Linked DNA regions of Mus musculus: region 1 is linked to region 2. The links are chromatin contacts, called in public HiChIP or PLAC-seq maps. All regions are on one chromosome and are shown on one strand. The core of a region is the stretch at or near the end of the contact, and the rest is flanking DNA. Distances in the headings are between cores, read along the strand shown.

The links. HiChIP or PLAC-seq counts read pairs in DNA pulled down with a chosen protein or histone mark.
Region 1: a FOXA1 HiChIP or PLAC-seq map of pancreatic cancer cells shows a contact between it and region 2. The contact joins two enhancer-like sites. A contact is called at or near these places in 1 of 15 datasets of contacts at CTCF or cohesin (the NIH/3T3 cell line), 1 of 115 datasets of contacts at active chromatin or transcription factors (pancreatic cancer cells) and 1 of 9 other capture datasets (embryonic stem cells).

What each region holds. Positions count from the first base shown.
Region 1 is chr3:101,320,191-101,323,915 of GRCm38.p6, forward strand. No RefSeq gene overlaps it. Among named protein-coding and RNA genes, the nearest start is that of Gm32803, 25 kb to the left of the region's middle. Within about 2 kb of position 2,406, at least 29 of the 459 cell types and tissues checked have an H3K27ac peak or open chromatin away from gene starts, as enhancers often do. A contact at or near this core is called in pancreatic cancer cells, where this site is marked.
Region 2 is chr3:100,891,321-100,895,179 of GRCm38.p6, forward strand. It overlaps Vtcn1 (V-set domain containing T cell activation inhibitor 1), which reads left to right. Exons shown (of 6, transcript NM_178594.3): 5 at 1,229-1,401. The coding sequence ends at 1,356. Among named protein-coding and RNA genes, the nearest start is that of Gm40108, 16 kb to the right of the region's middle. Within about 2 kb of position 1,806, at least 20 of the 459 cell types and tissues checked have an H3K27ac peak or open chromatin away from gene starts, as enhancers often do. A contact at or near this core is called in pancreatic cancer cells, where this site is marked.

The DNA.
Region 1 (3,725 bases), core at 1,156-3,655, 430 kb after region 2:
CGTTAGCCAAGGCAATTCCTTGGCTAAGCCTGGGTGAGGGGTGAATAGAAACACCCCTCTTCTGGCTACTAAATAGCCAGAGATGGAGAGAGCAGGCCTGTGCCCTTCTTTGAAGCAAGAACACTGTCAGAATCCCTGAAGTATGATCATCTTCTCAAAAACAAACAAAAAAAAAGAAGTTAATTTACTCTAGTATTAGGAATTCTCACTGGCTCCTACTGATCACGGCGTCCTTTTATATAAAGCCCCCTTTAAACAATCCATCCATATGCCCTAGGATTTATGAAGTGGCTGCTCTGAATTTTTGAGAACCCCTGTCCATCTCTCTTCTGCACTCAGAATCTTTTCTTGGGTCTGGCGTGGGTCAGCTCGGCTTGCCATGCTCCCTCGAAGATGATGCAACTCTGTACTCACCTGGCCAAAATCTCTCAACACTCAATAAACGTGACACCCTCTCTGATAAGAGGCTCCTTCCAAACCGTTAGCTGTTTCTTCACAGAAGGTGCTGGGACCTACTGTTTCCTTTGGGAACCACACAGGTAGAAAGCTGGAGAAACTGCCATTTGTACCTGCATCAGGTGGTACTGCACATGTGTGATCCCAGCATCCCAGACACTAGGGCAGAAGAGCCGTGAACTCAAGGACAGCCTGGCCTACACAGGGAGACCCTGTGCCAAAGAAAAGGAGGCAAGGGAGGAGGAGGGGAAGAGGAGAAACCTCAACTGCATCCCTTTTGCTCACAAAGAAGGCAGCGACTGGAATCCAATCTGGGTGGTTCCCCAGCATCCTGTATCATGGATCTTGTTGTTATGAACAAAAATATACACAGAGCACGCTGTTCGGGACACAGGAAGTCATCTTTAGTCTAGATGGTGATTTTAGGTTTGGATAATGAGTGTTCGGTTTCAGCAGTGTGTGTTTTTGTAAATGGTCAAACGAGCTGAGTCTCTTGCATTCCAAGAACACCGCCTATGTTTCTTAATTCCGTAGGAATGTAGTGAATTACAGTATTTGGTTATTCTTGCAGAGTTGAGTGTTTTCACCAAGCAATTGTTTGTGAGAGCTGAGCCCAGAGGACTATGGAAAGACAAGCAAGCTGCGTGTTCTCTTCTCCCTGGAAGAGATGGGGAAAGTGAACCAAGGGGTATTGGGAGCAGCCTAGACGAGGGGTCTCGGTCCTTCGCATGCATTAGTGGAGAGCAATGACTCTGCGAGCAGAATAGGAAGTTTGGGCGGGGGGGGGGGGGGGGGGGGGCTCAGATCTCCTTGCTCCCTCTGGGTCTTACAGGGGTAAGGCTGGGATTCCAGACAGTATGGTCCTGCCTCGGAGGGCACTGGCAGTAGGGGCAGTGGGGCTCAGGTCAGCTGGTGGCTGGATGGGAGCCCAGGAGGGAGACAGCATGGCTTGAATATGGAACAAAAGCACCTAGGGAACAGGATAACATAAAAGTCATGTGTCCAAAGACAGGGTCCCACCCAGCCGAGTGGGAATTGTCCCTACTGGAAAATTGGTGTGACTTTTTCTTTGTACAAAGATACCCCCAACTAACTGACCCCTCTGCCCATGGGACATGGCCACCGAGCAGGATACCCTAATGCACTGAGTCTGTCAGGGGCACTGAAAGGGCATGATCTGTCCTCACAGCCCAAGGAAGCTGCCTCACATCATGACGGCATCTCCTACCTGGAAAGCCACAGACCTGCCCTAGGAGATGGGAAGCATTTGTAATAGATCCAGAGGCCCCTGAATTGGAGACTAGGGATCCTGAAAGTTCTTCTGGTTTTCTTGGTTGACATTAGTTTTTCTTAGTTATCCTGCCTTCTTCTCTACCCCTGCCCCCGCCCCTCCTTTCTTGCTTGCTAGATGGTACTGATTGCTGTGTAGCCCAACCTGGCCTCAGACTTAAAAATTTCTCCCTTAGGTTCTCAGGTTCAAACTTGCTATCCTCCTGCCTCGGGCTCTAAGGGGCTGGGATTTCACAAACGCACGCACATCCGGTGGACTGTTCTACTTTGAATGTTAAATAAAGACTTGTTAAAGAGTCAGAGGTTTGAACTCTCCCTGGAGAAGTCCATGCCGGTTCTTAATGCTCGTACTTAAATCCACATTAAAACCTTTTCTTAATAAACTCCAATTAGCTTCAAAAAAACAAAGGCATCAGAAGACCGGCTCTAGGCTGTGGAAATAGGTAGTAAGTGGGGGAGGCAGAGGGAAGGCTCTGTGCTTGTGCACCTATGAAGAGGGATGACTGACTAGCCCCAGCTATCTCGAAGGCCAGGACAGATGGCAGTGAGGTGGACATTAACCTGGGGTTTGCCTCGAAGTGGCAGCAGTAGGTAAGCTGACAGTGGCCTGAAGGAAGTGAGTCACTCAGCACAACTCATTAGTGGCAGGGAAAGATTGTGGGAGGCAGTCAACACAGCCTGGTAGCCCGAGGAACCTCAAAGATTGCTCTGACAGCCTAGATCCTGCTGGGACAGGAAGGTGTTCCATTAGCGTGCCAGCTCTACTCCTGGCCGTGGCTTGTTCAAAGCAGTATTTCCGCACCGTCTGCCTTTTTCAGTCTGAGGGTTCATCTTCCGGGGGAGGGAGTCGGGAAGGAGAGTCCAGTGGGTAGCGCACCTTTCTCCTGGTGTCATCTAGCAATGAAGCGTAATGAAGTCAGCCTCCTCCCCTTTTCTCATGGTCTCCTCATAGAGAATCCTTTCTTGCAAAATCTGCCTAATTAGTGCTTCCAGAATGTTCCTAAAGCTGTTTTGTTTCAAATGGTAGCGGCCTCTCAGCTTACTGACCTGCATGTCATGTGAAGGACAGGTCCTGTTGAGTTCCTGTTGAACAGGATGCCAACATCCTGGCCTTGGTTCCAAACACCAGTCTTTCTCTTTTCTTTCTTCCTGTGATGAAAGATGAAGCCTTCAGCCTGGGGACTGTTCACCAGAAGCCCCGAGTCTAGCACAGCGGGTTTCAATGGGCAAGGGTTCTCAACCTGTGAGTTCGACACCACTGTTGCAGGATGTTGAACGACCCTTTCACAGGGGCCACGTAAGAGCATTGGCAAACACAGATATTTACATTACGATTCATAACAGTGGCAAAGTTACAGTTATGAAGTAACAACGAAGATAATTTTATGGTTGGGGGTCACCACAACATGAGGAACTGTGCTAAAGATCACAGCATCAGGAAGGCTGAGAACCACTGCTCTAGTCGAATGGAGTCCCCAGCCGCCTCCAGTCATCTGCACAGACAGATGTACCATCAGAGGAGCTTCACGTCTCTGAGCTGCCCTGGCCCTTGCTGCTGCTGGGTGCCTGTACCTGTGTCCGCATGCTGGTTTCTTCTCCCTATGAGCTTTGAATTCTCAGTTATCTGACTGAAAACCAATCCATCTGCTTCCGTGTGGTTCCTGTTTCCTGTGCCTGACTGCCTGCTGCCATGGCCAGTCAGGTATGTCTGGACCTTGGCTTTCTGACCTTACTCCCAGTTACAAAGCACCTGGACTGTGACACCTAACAGGAACACCTTAAGGTGACTTCTAGGTGGCCACACGTCCTACACTTTCCTTATTCTCGTCTCTCCATCCCCAGGGTGAGTGGCTTTGCACACAGTGTTAGGTCTCAAACTCAGGACAAATGGCTGAGGTCACTATTTGATATCAAAGCACACTGTTGGTCGCCAGGTTCTCAGCCACTACATGTTCTAGGACCATCCTGGCTGGCACATG
Region 2 (3,859 bases), core at 556-3,055:
CTTTAAAAACCCACGAGATACTTAGATAAACGGTACAGCTATCATTAAAAAGTTAATCCCAGTATTAAAATGGGACCTCTAAGATAGAGTTAATTGTGACTAGAGTGGACCAAGAGGGACAGAGAGTTCGGGTTAGGTTATAAAGATGGAGAAAATGAAAGACTAAGAAGCCTTGAAATCAGGAGCCTGTGGCAGTGGTCCCAGAGAGGAATTGTGAGCATATGAAAAGGGAAAAAGAAAAATAAATTAAGTTGCTTGAATAAAAACAAGCAAACCAAGCCACCCATGGATCTTGATATAGCAAATGTGACCATCAAGAAAAATAACAGTCAGAATGGGTTTGATGTTCGTACCCAGCATGTCGAGGAACCTGGTACCTATACCAACAAAGCAGGGACACAGAAGCAACATGAGGGTGAAGATGATGATGCTTTAGAGACGTTGCTCTTCAAAGGCCCACAGAGGATGCAGGCAGAGATGCCTACCGCTTGACACATTACCCATCACGTGGAGGCCTGGGAGGCTGCAGCCCTACTCCATACATTTCATTCTATGAGACAGGATCCCTGGGCATCTAACCTTTCAGTGTTCATTTTCCTACTGGGCTTGGGTAGGTCTGCTGTGTGTGTTGTTTGCAGCTAACACTTATTGAGTGACAGTATGCCAGGCACTGTTCTATGTCACTCATGAGCTCTCATTCTTATTATTTTTTTCTGGTAGAGGAAAAAAAAGGAGCAAATATGTATTGAGTTATTTACTGAAGTCACAGGCCTAAAGTGTGACAGAGCTGAAATAGTGACATGAAATTGGATTGTCTAAGGGAGAAAAGAGTAGAAGGTGAAATCGATAATTCTGTATCATTTTATAGAGGTCTAGTGAAATCTGATAGCACAAACCTGTAGACGCCACTGCCTAGGGAACAGGTACATCCAAAACCAAGGAACCGTCTTGAGTCAGTTGCTTAGCTTTGTTTTCATATAGTAACCCTAGGTATGGCTTCATTGGTATAACTTTCATATTGGCTGTGTCCTCACTAAGATGATCATAGAATTATCTTTGCTCCACAGACCTCTGAGTCGATTGTATTCTAAAAGGGTGGAGGGAGCAGAGGAACAAATCTGCCCTTGTTGGGAACCAATCACTCCGTTTTTCTGATGCTTTACCTTCATCACTGATGCGAACATCCAGCTTCTCTCTGACTCTCAACTCTTTTCTGTTTTTTTTACAGATTCAGAGGTCAAAAGGCGAAGTCAGCTGCAGTTGCTGAACTCTGGGCCTTCCCCGTGTGTTTTTTCTTCTGCCTTTGTGGCTGGCTGGGCACTCCTATCTCTCTCCTGTTGCCTGATGCTAAGATGAGGGGCCCTGGCTACACAAAAGCATGCAACGTTGCTGGTCCAACAGGTGAGGTCAAGCACAAAGAGCGTGCTGGATGGGTCATAGCCCAGCAAGCGTACCTAGCCAGTTCTCCTGCCCTAGACTGTTATGAAACAGAATCACACAGCCTTCAGCACCAGCCACAGGGAGGAATATACACTGATCTCAGGTCAGGGACTTTGTCCTAGAGGTGTGAAAGGTAAAATTTTAGTGTCCAGCACTAACCAAGGGCAGATACAAAAACCAACCCCACACAATCCAATCATTTATGTAACTTCAAACACCTATTCATTTGCTGAGTCATTAGCGGATTCCAAATTGCCTTTTCAAAAAGTAAGAACTGTTTGGTCCTGACTAATTACCCTGGGCTTCACTGTTATTCACACTGAGAGCCTTGTAATCCCTGGGTAAACGACCTTTTCCCCACCCCCATCCTAGTTTGTCCACCTTGGGCCCTGGTGACTCACCAGCTAGCCCTCCTGCTGAGATCTGTTCTCTGGCTCCAATGACTGATTGGACATTTCCACCTAAATATTCTTCTGCAAGTAGAATTTGCACAGAACTGAGCTGTGGAGTTCTGGTCAGCTCCCACATAAGGAAGGCTTCCTAAGGCTCACAGGTCCAGTGTTTTTTCTGACCGTCCTCTGTCCTTCATGTCAGCTGTTGCCATGAACCCTACAGTGTTCTCTCAGACTGATCCATTTGTATCACCTTATATCCAAGCTAATTCTAATTTAAAATTTTGTGTTTTATTATTTTTGTATGTACATGGGTGTTTTGTCATATGTATGTCTATGCCCCAAATATGTGCTCAGTGCCCATATAAACCAGAAGAGTATATCAGATTCCCTGGAACAGGAGCTATAGACAGTTGTGAGCCACCATGTGAGTTCTGGGAATCGAGCCTGGATCCTTTGGAAGAGCAACCAGGGCTCTTAATCACTAAGTGATCTCTTTAACCCAAAGTCTAGTTCTAAAACATTGTGTTTGCACCTCCCCCCATCTCTCTGTCTGTCTCTGTCTCTCTGTCTCTGTCTCTGTCTCTGTCTCTGTCTCTGTCTCTCTCTCTCTCTCTCTCTCTCTCTCTTATAGGTGATAGGAAACTAGGTATCAGGAAAAAAAATACACTATTACACTCTAGTGTCTCCTTGCTCTGGAACCCAGAATGAGTCTAGACACAAGTGTCTCAGAGCTACTGTCTTCAGCTGAGCAATCACAGTCCTCTATCTTCTTCCAGGCATGTGCACGTGTACACACACACACACACACTCACTCCCAGCCCCATTCTGGGAAATGTAGTCTACAGAAGTTTCTGTCCATGTGTTCCTTTATCCTTTACAGGGAAATGCTCTTCAGCCTAAGACCCCTTTCCTGAGGGCCCCTGAACCCCACATTCAGCTGGCCTGGGTATAGGCACACCCTACCCTCTCTGAGGCTTGTGTGTGCCTTGCCCAGATAGGTAAGATCTGGAGGCCGGCAAGACCTGTGCATTTGTTTCTTATCCCTCCTTCTCTCGTTTTCTGAGCTCTTAAGACAGTGCAGTGTAAGAAGTGGATTCTATGTAAGGGAGCCTGCCAGCTGCCCTCATTTCTGACCCCATGGCTTTCTGCAGAGGGAGATGTCCCCCAAGGAGCCACTCCTTAGGGATTTCACAGGTAGCCAGAGGAGCTCGACCTTCCTCCCTTGATTCCTGCTTACACTATAAATGAGTTCTTTAAATAAGCAGCAATTAGGCACTGTGGCCTGTAGAATATAGATTACTTATCCTTTTTTCTTATTCCCTTGGAGCAATAACTTTCAGCTTTGTAAAAAGTCATGTCAAGGGCTGGAGAGATGGCTCCATGGTTAAAAGCACCAATGGCTCTTCCAAAGGTCCTGAGTTCAAATCCCAGCAACCACATGGTGGCTCACAACCATCTGTAATGAGATCTGACACCCTCTTCTGATGCATCAGAAGACAGCTACAGTGTACTTAGATATAATAATAAATAAATCTTTTTTAAAAGCCATGTCATACATGTAAAAAGTGATGGTCACACATAGCACACACAGAATTGGACACATACTCAGCTGCCACTTTGTTGTCTGTAGAAAGTAACTTTCTCTATAGGAGAATAACTTTAAACCAAATAGATTTTTCTTTGAAGAGGTTTTTGGTTTGGTTTGGTTCAGGTTTTTTGTTGTTGTTTTTGTTCTTCACTAAGATTTCTAAAGTAAAGGGACAGATCATTATTTCAGATACACACTATTGTTGGCCAAGACACACTAGGTCCCATACCATCCAGCTAGGAAAAGAGGCAGATGGTGTCTTCCAACCTCATTCCAGAACCCTGCCTATGTCTATTGCTCTGAGGACCCACTTCTCTCCTGAGACTAGAACTGCAAGGTCTTCTCTTAATATAAAATTTAAGCCATCACCTTCCCAGAGTAGACCCAGATCATGGACCATGGGCCACAGGCCACAGTAGAACAGCAGAATACAGAA